2 separate regions of the Mus musculus genome follow, and region 1 is linked to region 2. The links are chromatin contacts, called in public Micro-C maps. All regions are on one chromosome and are shown on one strand. The core of a region is the stretch at or near the end of the contact, and the rest is flanking DNA. Distances in the headings are between cores, read along the strand shown. Region 1 holds the start of Sema5a (sema domain, seven thrombospondin repeats (type 1 and type 1-like), transmembrane domain (TM) and short cytoplasmic domain, (semaphorin) 5A). Region 2 overlaps Ankrd33b (ankyrin repeat domain 33B).

Region 1 (6,124 bases), core at 3,012-5,511, 930 kb before region 2:
CAGTACCCTAAAATAGAATGGTACAGTTGGTGAAGTACTTGCTACCAAACCTAGTGACCCAAATTTGGCTCTCAAATACATATTGGAAGGACAGACACACAGCTGTCATGTGACCTTTATACTGTGTCATATTCAACACACACACACACACACACACAATGTAGTAAAAATGTAAATGCCAAAAAAAAAAAGCTATATCCCAAAGAGCTGGTGTTCATGCCTTATATTCATCTCTGGGATGCTCTTATGCTAATCTATGGGAACTACAAACAGCAGAGACACTATCAATGTCAGGTGATGTCTGCAGGATAGTAGAGGGTTTTTAAAAATATATAGTAATTTCAACTAGACTTTTACATCTTACTTTAGAAAGTACTTGAGGAGCATCTATGAAAATCTCCATATTGCAGACAATAGTACAGACGCTGTACACTACTTAGAATGACATACACTCACTCATCTGGGGATTCCAGAAAAGTTAACTTTGCAGAATATAAATAAAGATTTGCAAGCAGGTGCAGGTGGGCAGAAAGGTAGAGGCATCTTTGTTCGATACTTTGCTGTAATTCAATTTGTTAGACGCTGTAATTTATGTTTCAAACATTATTGAACATTAAACACAAAAACTTGTCACCTTGGTATTATAATTATATCCTAAGCAATTTGTCTGGGTAACTATAGCAACAATTTCAGATACACTTTTATAATACTAATTTGGCATAATTTTAGAATCAAGAATTATAGCAAATATATAGGAAGAAATGGTTTCCTCAAATGTTATTCAATTCTACATTTAAAAAAAAATGGGTTACTTGACTAGGAGTTGATGCGAACGAATGGATCTGTTCTGTACTGCACATGGCATGGGCTGGAACACAAGCCTCTTCTTTAGGGTCGGCGTCCATGCTCACTCATATATCCAACAGAATGCCTGATGCCCTTGGCTGGACTCTTAGCAAAGCCCTACCCATCCCTCCTCCACCTTCCTGCATTTTGTCGCCGAAAAGCCTCTGTTTCAGTGACTTAATGATAAAACGACATTCAGTTAAACAGATAAAAATCATTATCCAGTTAATTGGAACTATGCAACGGTTTGGCTAGGTAGCTCTTGATATAGCCTGGCATGAGTAGCAGTTGATATAGCAGCCCAAGAAACTGGCATCTATTTTGAGCACGAAGCATACAGCACAGAGAAATGCTTGTTGCTTTTAACAACTGTCCCTCAGCAAGAGGCTACAATGAGGATACAGAAGAATTTCCTCTGAGAAGCCAGTAGCTACAAGGACTTCCTGTGGTCCACAAAACCTAGGGTCATGGTAAACTTGTGGGAATATGTTTGCATTCATCTTGTATTGTTGTGAACTAGTTTTACTCTGTGCTCTTCCATTTCTCTCTTTCAATCTCTGCAGACATGACTAAGATGTCACTTGAGACAGACACAAGGAGGGATAAATACCAGCTTATTTTCAGCAGATTCTAAACACCTTAAAATACTTCCTCTGGTCCAAGACAGTCTTCCCTACCCAGAAGACCAAAGTCTTTGCTCTCAGCAGGGATCCTGCAGCTGTTTGCCATTAAGGCAACCAAATAAGTTAGCAGCGGCTTAAAAGGCATCAAATGATGAGCATCGCTTATTTCCCATGTGAGGAAAAGTATGTATTGACTACAGCCGCATAAAAGCTGATACCAGTACATGGACTTCACAGCTGAATGGGCACACACTGTGACAACAGTCGGCATCTTGGGTGAGCCACTGTCTCAAAAGTTTTTATAATAAACTCACGGCAGGAAGTCTATGTTTCAAACAACTACACTTGGAACTGCTTCTTCATGGAAAACAAACGTGCAGAAGAAATGTGAGTGGGCAGAAAGAAATGCACACTTCTTTTGGAGTAAACACAGGAAAGAAAAGTAGTTTCAATGATCTACAACAGAAGGTGTCTGCTTAAGCCTGAAGTGCAACAGTGAACTTTTTACTCCAAGAGAGGAACTCCTCCCTCTCTCAAAAGATGAAAAACAACATTAATTGGCAACCCTAGTTGGGTATTTAAAACGTTTCCTATTAAGGGCTAGTTTTATCTTTATAAAAGACGAATTCTGTATTTAATAACGCATCTGCACTTCAAAAACAGGGCTCTTCCTGACAAGCCTGGACACACAGCTATTTTTAAAAATATAAATAAATACACTGCATTAATTTTAACACCCGGTGTTTAACCAATGTGCTGCTTAGGAGCAGAACCTCCTCTCCGTATTACACATAACTCTTATACCTTCGCGCAGTTTCAATTGTTAAGTCCAATTGTCAAAGGAGAAAAATGTGTACCCTGAGGAGTTTGTAGGAATGTGTCTTAGGAAGAAACCTTTCCAGATAGACGGCTTCCGTCCAACTTTTCTGTCGCTTAACTACGCTAAAAAGCTCTCCTGGGTAAAGAGAACACTTCTCTCAACTCTTCCTTTTGAGAGGAAAAGAGGATCGCCAAGGGCGATCGCCAGAGATCACTCCCCTCCAACAGTTCCTCGGAACATCCTGAGCACCGATCTTCTCCTGGCCCCAGACCGTGAACCCGGGTATGAAATGCCTTAGTCTTCCTCAGCAAAACACCCTGGCGGAGTTGTGCCCTGGTCCCACTAACCCCAAATTTTCACGAACACCGCAGAGCCCCTGTGCAGAGAGCAGGAAAATGTCCCCTAGTCCACCGTGCAGGGAGGTAGGCGATTCCGACCACCAATCCCGGTTCCAGATCCCACCAAGCAAGCCTGGCCTAGCGCGGAAATCACAGCAAAAATCTGTGTTTTACTGCTGCCTAGGACCCCTGACCCATTTGCCCAGGACAAAAACACTAACAAGCTCTGTGACATCCTCTCCGAAAGCTCGCTCTTGGCGCCCCCTGCCGGGAATCTCCGGGACGCCGCAGGCGCAGGAAAGTTAAAACCCAACTCAAGGCAACCGCATCCAGGTACAAACAACAAAAAAGGACGTGAAAGCGCTTCCCGCCAAAGCCCGGGGCGGGAGGTGAGGGGTACCGGGACCGGGACCTACCCGCTCTGGGCCCAATTCCAAGGGCGATCGCCGGAGATCACTCCCCTCCAACAGTTCCTCGGAATATCCTGAGCACCGATCTTCTCCTGGCCCCAGACCGTGAACCCGGGTATGAAATGCGTGCGGCTGGGCTGCCCGCAGACGGGGGCTCTGCGATTGGAGCTCATCCTGCTGAAGCCCCAGGCTTCGCCATCCCTGCCTTAGTCTTCCTCAGCAAAACACCCTGGCGGAGTTGTGCCCTGGTCCCACTAACCCCAGATTTTCACGAACACCGCAGAGCCCCTGTGCAGAGAGCAGGAAAATAAATGTCCCCTAGTCCACCGTGCAGGGAGGTAGGCGATTCCGACCACCAATCCCGGTTCCAGATCCCACCAAGCAAGCCTGGCCTAGCGCGGATTACGCACACAGATCTCCACGGGTACCTGAAAGGTGCTGGCCGAGGTGCAGGCTTGCCCACTGACCGGTCGCACACCCGGACCTTCTCAATCCACGCTCGTATCCAGGGAAAGGCTAAGACACAAACTTCCAGCCCGTGCACTATCTCCACTGCGACCGCCCCCGCTTTGATGGTAGTCCTGCACGCGCCTCTGCCAGGTTGTCCCCACCCAGGTGTCTGCAGAGTGACCCTACCAGAGACTTACACCACCCGCAAATGGACCAGTGCCGAGTCCAGTTCACACGTGCAGGGTCTCAGCTATGACACTCAGGGACTCTGCGGGGAGAGAGCTCACCAGATGCCGGGCGCGTTCCTCCTGCTAGTCATCCAGCGCCCCGGGGCCCGGAGCTGCTCCAAGGGTCCTCTTCAGTGTACTACGAGGGAAGTCGAGGCAGCCGCCACCACTGCACCCCGCCACTTCTCCAGAGCTATCCTCCTCTCGCAGCGCGCCAGGCTGGGGACCAGCTAGTCTGCCGGAGTCTCCAGTTGTGCAGCTGAGTGGACAGGCTCGCGCCGAGAGAGGGCGACCGGTGAGGTGGCAAAGTTGGGTACCCTCTGCTTAGTAGCTGCGCGTGGGAACCAAGAACACCCCCAAAAAGGATTGCACGTGCCGGGACGCCCCCGCAGTGGGAAGGTGGGATACAGAGGTCGCCACAAGGCTGGGGCCACCGTCAGCCAAGGGCTGAGGAGCCCACCCGCGGCGGGAGCGCAGCGCGCGCGGGAGTGGGCACAGCGTGAGCAGCCGCTGCTGACGCCGCCTTCCTAGCGAGTAGACCAGCGCTGGGTGAGCGGGCCCAGAGCTCGGGGCGGGGAGCACAGGACCGCCTCGCCTCGCCCCGCCCCCGCCCCGCCCCCTCCGCCGCACCTCCCCTACTCCGCCCCTCCCGCGTGCAAACTGAGCGCCCCACCCACCCCTGACCTTCCCAGGCCCCTCCTCTAGCCCCGCCTCTTCCCGAGATGGGACCCCCAAACACTCCCCAGGGGGCTCTCTACACACCCCAGGAGTTCTATTTGTGCCACCAGAGTGCAAGCTCACCCAACTGGTGACTTTTTTCGAACTCCCTTCCTCGCCTGGAAGAGACCTTCTTTGGCTACCCGCCCCTTGCCCGGTGGCTCCTACGTGGCTACTTTGCAGGATGGGCTGTATAAAGGGCTGGAGGCAGTTCAACCCAAACCAGAGACGTGGCGTCTGCTAGGCCTGCCTAAGCTCCAGGTAAGTGCGTGCCCCCGGCGGATCGCGGGTGGGAAGAAAGTGGAAGTTTAAGATTCAGTTCTTCTGTGTCATCATAAGAAGACTGGGGTGTGCTTTGGGGGTGGTGAGGGGCCCGCCGCGGATTCTTACAGGCGAGCTGGGCCCAGCAAGGCTCTCAGTTCTTGAAAAGGATAGATCAGAGAAATGAATAAATCTGCCATCCAAGGAAATAGAGCAAGAGGTTCCCAAGTAGCCCTAATGGGAATTAGGAGAGGGTTACCTCATGGACAGAAACAGCTGGGCTAATTGGTACTCCGCAAGTATCTTGGGAGTTTACTGAGTGAGCATGGGGGCAAAAAGTTTATCTTGGAACGCAAAGTAAATGCCTTGGGAAGGCAGCTTTATTGACGCGTTGTTCAGTTCTCCTTCTAAGGAAGTGATCAACTCACCAAGTTCTAAACAACATACAAGGTTGTGAAGAGGGGAAATTACAGGATAAAGTCAGAAACCGTGGATCCCTGCCCCTACAGCCATGCTTGGCGATCCTTTTCCCTCAGGATAGGGTAAAGGAACGATGTCTTCAGGTTTTCCTCCCATATCGGGCCTTGTTGGTGGCCTCGGGTGCTTTTGCATAAGGAACCTCATCAATGAGTTTCTTAGCTGCAAGACCTAAGGATGTTCCCATTTGCCACAATCACATCCTGGTATTGGCAGGTTGCAAATGTGCCCTGGTAGGGGATAGGGGCGCCGGTGACAGTTCGGGGCCTCTGTGAGGGTTCCATGATGCTAAACAGGGACCGGGTAATAGCTGGAATGTGTCACCGCTCATCCAGGACCACAGAGATTCAAGAGGAGGTGAATAGAAGCACAAGTTGCCACCAATTTGTTGTGTCTGTCACCTTCAAATGAAAGAATTAGGCGAAACCATTTTTGAAAGAGTCCATTGGAGGCTATGTCAACCCCAGAGTGTGCTGTGTCTACAATTGTGGAGCCTGAAAAGTATGGCCCCAACGCAGATGTCTTCTAGGGCTTGTTTGGGAAACATCTACTACAGATGCTTGGCTGGCTTCCAGCTCTGGGGTGGCAGCTCCTGGCTTCTAGATCTTGCCCGGAAAAGTTAATAGGCTTCCTTTGCTTCTCCCTGCTGTTTCAGAAGTGGGTGGGAACTAGCGCCATTCTGAGCACTCCCCTTCTCTTGCCTACGTGGCACAACAGTCTGGGAGACTTTTGGGAGAAGGAGGCCTTCTAGGGGCCGACAGTGGAAGACCTCAGCCTCACACTTGAACCCTATAGCCTTCAGGAAGGCAGGGTGGAGCAGAACAGGGTGGAGAAAGACAAATTAAAACTCAAATGTACTTCACTCTTTCTTATGCTTATCCCTCAATGTCAACTGATAAAAACAATTAGCACATCTTTTTAAAAAAAAAAATATTTTTTTTTTTAAGGAAGAAAG
Region 2 (6,386 bases), core at 3,343-5,842:
CAGGTTTGCCTGCAGCTGGTCTCACGGGAGCATTTTCTTAATTGGGGCTCTCTCCTCTCTGATGACTTTAGCTATGTCAAGTTAAGACTCTCCCACACAAGTGGGAACTGGGCTCAAGGCTCTGAAGCCAAAGTGCCCAAGTGTGGTGATACTGGTAGAAGCCTCTGTAGCTGCCCCAAAGAGAAGAGAACTCTACTGTCTCTCTTGCTTTCTAGGTTCCATGTCAAGGGCTCTCTGTATGGATCTCATCAGGTGACACAAGGGAGGAGACACACTGGCATCTAACTATGTCAACTTCCTTAGCGGGAGTAGTCTGTGCACCCCACAGGCCAGTCCAGATGTTCTTGCTGGAATTTCCCAAAGTCACTGTGTCAGCACACGGCCCTTCCCTCCCCCATTTCTAGAGTGGGGGTTTTATTCTATTGGAGGATCCCAGATTTTGGAAGCCCAGATCTCAACCACCGGCAGCGGGTGTGTGACAGCACCTCTGTCATAGCTTAATTTCTGTTGCTGTGATGAAATGCCCCACCACACACACACACAAAAAGGGTCAGCTTCAAGGAGAAAGGCCTTACTTTAATTCACAGTTCCAGGTTACATCCATCATAGCAAGGAAGTCAAGGGCACCAGAACTTAAACTGGTTATTCCTGTCATAGCCACAGTCAAGAGCAGATTGAACGATGCCTGCCTGCTTGCTATTCAGCTCTGTTTATCTACTCTATTCAATCTGGGACCCACTATTCAGAGAATAGTACCATCTACAGTGGACTGGGTCTTCCTATATCAATTGCATAATCAAAACCATCCCCCACAGACTTGCCCACAGGCCTGATCTACACTATCCCTCGTTGTGACTTCTGCCCTGGGCAGCTATAGAACATGTCAAGGTGGTGATTAAAACTATCCAACACCTATCCATCACAGCAGTGGTAGGTGTTTGGCAACCACAGCCATCATACAGGATATCCTATGGTCCTAGAACTGTTGGGAATCAGGGGGTTGGAAGTGAGGCCTCACCCTGCCTTGAGTCTTTCTCCAGCTCCCAGGACAGAGAACTAGACACAGGACCTAGCACTACTTGTTCAGGCATTAGGGGAGGGACGGGTGTCCTGTGGATATGCAGTGGGAACATTTCACCTGGCGTGGGCCCAGGGCTTGGGCTCAGAACTCTGGGCAGAGAAGCCAGAGGCAGGTTTCTTAGCTAATGTGTCTCAAAGCCTGGGGCTTGGATGGAGCTGCAGGGATGGGTCTCTGGAATGGAGACAAGGGGATGGTGTACCTTGTGTGGTGTTAGAGAGTCACTATCTAGAAGAGAAGAGAGTTCTATGATGAAGGTAGGGGCTGGGCCAGTCAATGTCCTGCAGGGCGGTTCCAGGTGACATAATGTAGGGAGGGGACAGAGGAAGGGCTGAGAGCTGTGTGCCAGGAAGACGGCTGTCAGAGGTGTCGCTGTCAGTGAGGAATGAGGTAGGAGATTAGACTTTTGGGTGTCTGGTCAGGGAACAGTACAGATGTGAAGAGTTAAAAATTAAGAAGCAGGGGGTTGCAGAAGCATCGTTTGTGTTCGAAATGCTGGGTGATATCAGCGAGGAGGTCCCAGTGGCGAGTGAAGGGCACAGAACCAGAAACATTCATGGGATTAGCACAACTGAGGGCCACGGACATGGGCAAGATCGTGAAGAGTGGTAGAATGTGGAGGAGAGATCTCTTTTCTGATCGAGTTGCCACATTAGTTAGTGCTTGATGCCCATGGGGTGCCTTCTGGACTGTGGTCTATTTGAAATGCCTCTGGTTTCTATAAGCATCGGAACCACAACTTGACTGAGTATACTCATACTGGGTGCCCCCATCCTCCTCCCCCTTGCTCTCCCCTCCCTCTTCACCCCTCCTTTCCTCTCTCCCTTCTCTCTGCTTTCTTCCCTCCCTGGAATTGGAGGGAGTTATTGGAGTCCCACCTGCTGTTTGCATTTTGTTGATACCTGAAAGTGTCACCTATACTTCATGCTTGACATCAGAAGCAAAGACATGCACCTGCATGGCATGTGTAACTGTCCTTACTACAGTTCATCTGGCGCCCCCTTCTGGCCTCTGTAGGCGCCAGGCATGCATACAGTACATACACACACACACACACACAGAGAGAGAGAGAGAGAGAGAGAGAGAGAGAGAGAGAGAGAGGAGAGAGAGAGAGAGAGAGAGTCAAAACACTTATTATACACATAAAATGAAAGTGATAAATAAATCTTTAAAAATCCTCAGAAGCTAGCTGTCACATCTCAGGTTCCCTGTGTGCTTGTTTGGGCCCCTCTCCGGGTGTGTGTTTACTTCAGGAAACAGTTTCCAGCTGCTCCTAGAATCCCATCTGTCTGTTTGTTCTCAGCCCTCCAGCATTTATTCTCACCTGTGGGGTGGAGCGGCCCTTCCATCCACAGCCCTGTCTTCCGAGCTGGAAAATGCCTCACGGTCCCCGAGTAGCTTCATTATTATTCAGTCCCCACGGCTTTGATTACAGCTTCAGTGCTGGCAAAGGATTTCTCCCCAAAGCTTTATTGTGAGAAGTCCAGACGAGTTCAGAGGAAAGTGGCGAAGACCAGGTGGCAGCGGTGACTTCGCTTGTTTGCTGTGTGTGTGTGCTGACTGCCCATATTAGTTCTTCTCACGGCTGTCAGAAAATACTTGACTAAAGCAACGTACGGAAGGGGCGTTTATCTGCTCTGTGGTCTGGGGGTACAGTCCAGCAAAACAGCACATGCCCCTTTCCCAGGCAGCTTCCAGAACAACACCACATGTCTGTTCTCAGCAAAGCATCCTCTCTTGTGTCTACTTCAGCCAAACATCCTCTCATAAGACAGTTTCCAGAAAAAAATATCACATGACACAACTGAATCTCCAAAGAGACCAGAAATTTCCACTTCAGGTAGAAATTAACTAGGTGTGTCTCCTAGTTAATTCTAAGTTTGGTAAAGGTGACAGCAGGGATTAGCTATCCTACCAGTTGCAGGTCAATCACCCACCCCCTGGCCCTTGCATGCTTCAGCATACATCTCCTAAGACAGGAGTGTAGCTAACAACCTAGCACTGCTGCACATAAGAAATATAACAGAGACACAGATTATGTACCTCCAAACTGAGATGAAAAGTCCTCACGCCCCCTACCTACCACATCCTTATAGACAAGGGCTCTGCAACAGCTATATCCCTAATAGTTTGGCTGCTCTTTAAACCATGTGACATCAGTATCACACACTGCAGTTGGGTGTCACACCCCACCTTCTTGCTGTCCTGAGTGAGACCTATGGTCTGTGGTCATAGGAATGTCCAGATTTTTACGCTGCAGCCGTGCACACCCTTAGGTGACATCCTGGGGACACTGCTGAGGTTCTGTTAAACAGCCCTCTTTGTTTGGCATTCCAGTGTCTTTCTGCCCACTTGAAGACCGCTTCTTCTCTTTATATAGGGGCACACTTTTCCTGTACTGGTTTAATTTCCTGATGACCTGGGCCCTGAGCCGGAGGTTCTGGAGCTGTGCTCGGAGCCCAGGGTCAGTGGTTGTAATGGGACTTTCTCATAGCCTAGGGCTGTGAACTCTTTCCTCTCTGCTCCCCACTGCCTCAACTCTTTTCTTTTAATGGCGTGGGGTCCGTGGCAGAAGTTGAGCTGACATTTTGCCTAGGGTGCTTGGTACCTGCTGGCCCAGGGAACGGGGGCTTGCTTCAGGCAGCCCTGAGTTTGTCACTGGGCTAGGGTGGCTGCCATACATCAAAGGGTTGGGGGCGGCATGGTCACATCCACTGCCCCTGACTGGGTTGAGCAGCTGGAAGGTGATGAATTTGACCGTGCAAGGCTCCCGACACAAGGCCTGGCTGCTTTCCTTGTGTGCTGCTTGGATAAGTGGGATGGATACCCAGTGTTTGGAAAGAAACAAGCAAGGAGTCAGGGGTGAGTGGGAACAAAGACTTCTCCTCTTCCAAGGTTCCTGGTTCCCAGAAGGCGTGTCCAACCTTCTGACATTGCAACATGAAGCTATTGTCTACAGGGTTCACATTCACACTTGAGACTGGATGTGTGCAAGGCGGGCAGCTAAAAATGAACAAAAACAAACAAAAACCCCATGGAAATAGCCACTCCATAATTAAGGGGGAAGGTTTTTTATTATAGGTAAAATAGAGAGTGGGGGTGGGGTTCTACCATGGCTATATTTCAGGGACTGAGAGAGGATCAGAGAGAAGAGAGCCGGAGTTGATAGAGAACTAGATGCCCTCTCTGGAGGTTGGGGGACTGTCTGTTGGAGGGGAGAGAGAGAGAGAGAAAAAAAAAAAGACTTCTGGCAAACAGAAACCTACTTTACACAGTTTCTGAGGACTGCTGAGTGTTTACATGGTTGGAGGGCAACCTCAGCTGAGTCCACATTGTCACCTTGGAGGGCTGGGACCTGATACTGACCCATTCAGTTATGAAAAACAGAAACAAACTAACCAGACACCAACAGAGCAAACAAAACCGCACAAAGCAGCAACAAGGAAACCCTCAACGTTTTCATTTCAGCTACAATTTTGGGTTGGGCCACATTGGCAGCTGTTCTTGGCCACATATGGCCGGAGGTCTGTTAAGACAGCCCTGCCGAGGCAACGGTAATTAGTGCCTGATGTCTGCATAGGGTTTCTTGGATTTAAAAAGAGAACCTATTTTCTGTTCTTTCCTTTTTGTTTTGTTCTAATGGTGTTTTTTTTTTTTTCCTCTTTCTCTGGCTTCTGTTGTTGCCCCCTGCTTGCCAGTTTGCTCATCCACCCTGTATGTGGCTGGATTGTTTGTGCCCATTCCCTATCTACCCCCACCACTGCCCACCCCCACCAGCCAGGCTCCCACCTGCTTCTGGCTGCCCAGGCTTCCAGCTCAGCAAATTGCATAGGGAGGAGGTATGCACATCTGTTAAAATGTAAATTGAAAAGCGTTTCCTTGGTGCTTGGGGACAATCCCAGGGCCTCTCATGTACTTACTATGAGCAAACCCTCTACTTCTGACATCCCTGGCACCCCTCTTTTGTCTTAATTGTCTCAGCCTGATGAAGTTTTTTTCCTAGTTTGTTTGGAAATGTCAGAAGCAACCTTAGCCCCATGGCAAGTTGCGTTCACAGACTGGCTCCTGCATCTGTAGAACCTGCCCTGCTTAATCCACCCACTGTTTAGTACAGAGCTGGTTAAAGCACCGAGTGCCAGACCCTCTGCTAGGCGTTCCTGTTCTAACAGTCTGAACCTGTCACCAAGTATCAGGGAAGCTAGTGTGCTCATCAGGGGACCCACTGTGAGGTTCTGGGTCTCAAGTTCTCCTGGCAGATGTCATGGGGGAACCCCTCAGGAGCTACCCCAGCAGCAGTACTGCTGATCCCCATGAGATGGCTTTAGAGGGGCACAAAGGCACCGTGAGTTCACGTGGAAAAACAGAAAAGTGAGGTGGTTGGTTTTCCAGGGAGGCCACAGCCCTCATATCAGCTGGATTTCTTAATTTCAACCATTGTCTAGAAATTGCTGCTTGCAGTAAAGTCACTACAACTTGTGTGAGAGAGACCACCTTCCCTCCTTTAACACTGTTTTACTAGTCTGCACTCAGCAGGTCCCCAAGTAGCCATGGCAACCATGCCACCCAATGTCAGACTTTACACCAGCATTCTTTATTCTCTGACCTTTGCAACCTTAAAGCCTGTCCCTGGTGACAGGCCTCCTCCAACATGGCCATGCCTCCTCCAACCTGGCCATGCCTCCTCCAACCTGGCCATGCCTCCTCCAACATGGCCATGCCTCCTCCAACATGGCCACGCCTCCTCCAACCTGGCCACGCCTCCTCCAACCTGGCCATGCCTCCTCCAACCTGGCCACGCCTCCTCCAACCTGGCCATGCCTCCTCCAACCTGGCCATGCCTCCTCCAACCTGGCCATGCCTCCTCCAACATTGCCATGCCTCCTCCAACCTGGCCATGCCTCCTCCAATAGGCCACACCTCCAATCCTTCCCAAACAGGTCTACTAACTGGAGTCCAGCATTCAAATATATGAGCCAATGGGGGCCATTCTTATTAGAACCACCATAAATGGCTAGGATAATGCTGTTGAGGTTGTGGTTTTAATCTTTTCCCCCCTTGACTTGACTAGGAACATTTTCTGTGAGACTCTTGCAGTTGTGCCTGGCCCTCACAGCATCTAGGTTCACTTCTGTCTCTCACCTAGATGTCTAGTGTGGAGCTGGAGCAATGGCTAGATTTAATTGGCAACTTTACACAACCTAGAATCACCTAAGAGTCTCTGAAGGATGGTCTAAATTATCCTGACTTTGAGCATGTCTTGGGGGGGGGTGTTGTTTTGATTACATTAATTGATATAGGAAGACACTGC

Evidence for each region. A called contact is a pair of places that touch in the nucleus more often than the background predicts.
Region 1: a Micro-C map of palatal mesenchyme shows a contact between it and region 2, with 4 times the contacts expected there. The contact joins the promoter of Sema5a here to the enhancer-like site in region 2. A contact is called at or near these places in 1 of 39 promoter capture datasets (embryonic stem cells), 4 of 484 Hi-C or Micro-C datasets (the HL-1 cell line, brown adipocytes, neural progenitor cells and 1 more) and 1 of 115 datasets of contacts at active chromatin or transcription factors (embryonic limb bud).

Annotation. Positions count from the first base shown.
Region 1 is chr15:32,242,950-32,249,073 of GRCm38.p6, reverse strand. It overlaps Sema5a (sema domain, seven thrombospondin repeats (type 1 and type 1-like), transmembrane domain (TM) and short cytoplasmic domain, (semaphorin) 5A), which reads right to left and starts at 4,261. Exons shown (of 23, transcript NM_009154.2): 1 at 3,775-4,261. Snhg18 (small nucleolar RNA host gene 18) reads left to right here and starts at 4,412. Exons shown (of 2, transcript NR_038186.1): 1 at 4,412-4,692.
Region 2 is chr15:31,316,862-31,323,247 of GRCm38.p6, reverse strand. The region is part of intron 2 of Ankrd33b (ankyrin repeat domain 33B); the gene reads left to right. Among named protein-coding and RNA genes, the nearest start is that of Ankrd33b, 48 kb to the left of the region's middle. Within about 2 kb of position 4,592, at least 43 of the 459 cell types and tissues checked have an H3K27ac peak or open chromatin away from gene starts, as enhancers often do. A contact at or near this core is called in palatal mesenchyme, where this site is marked.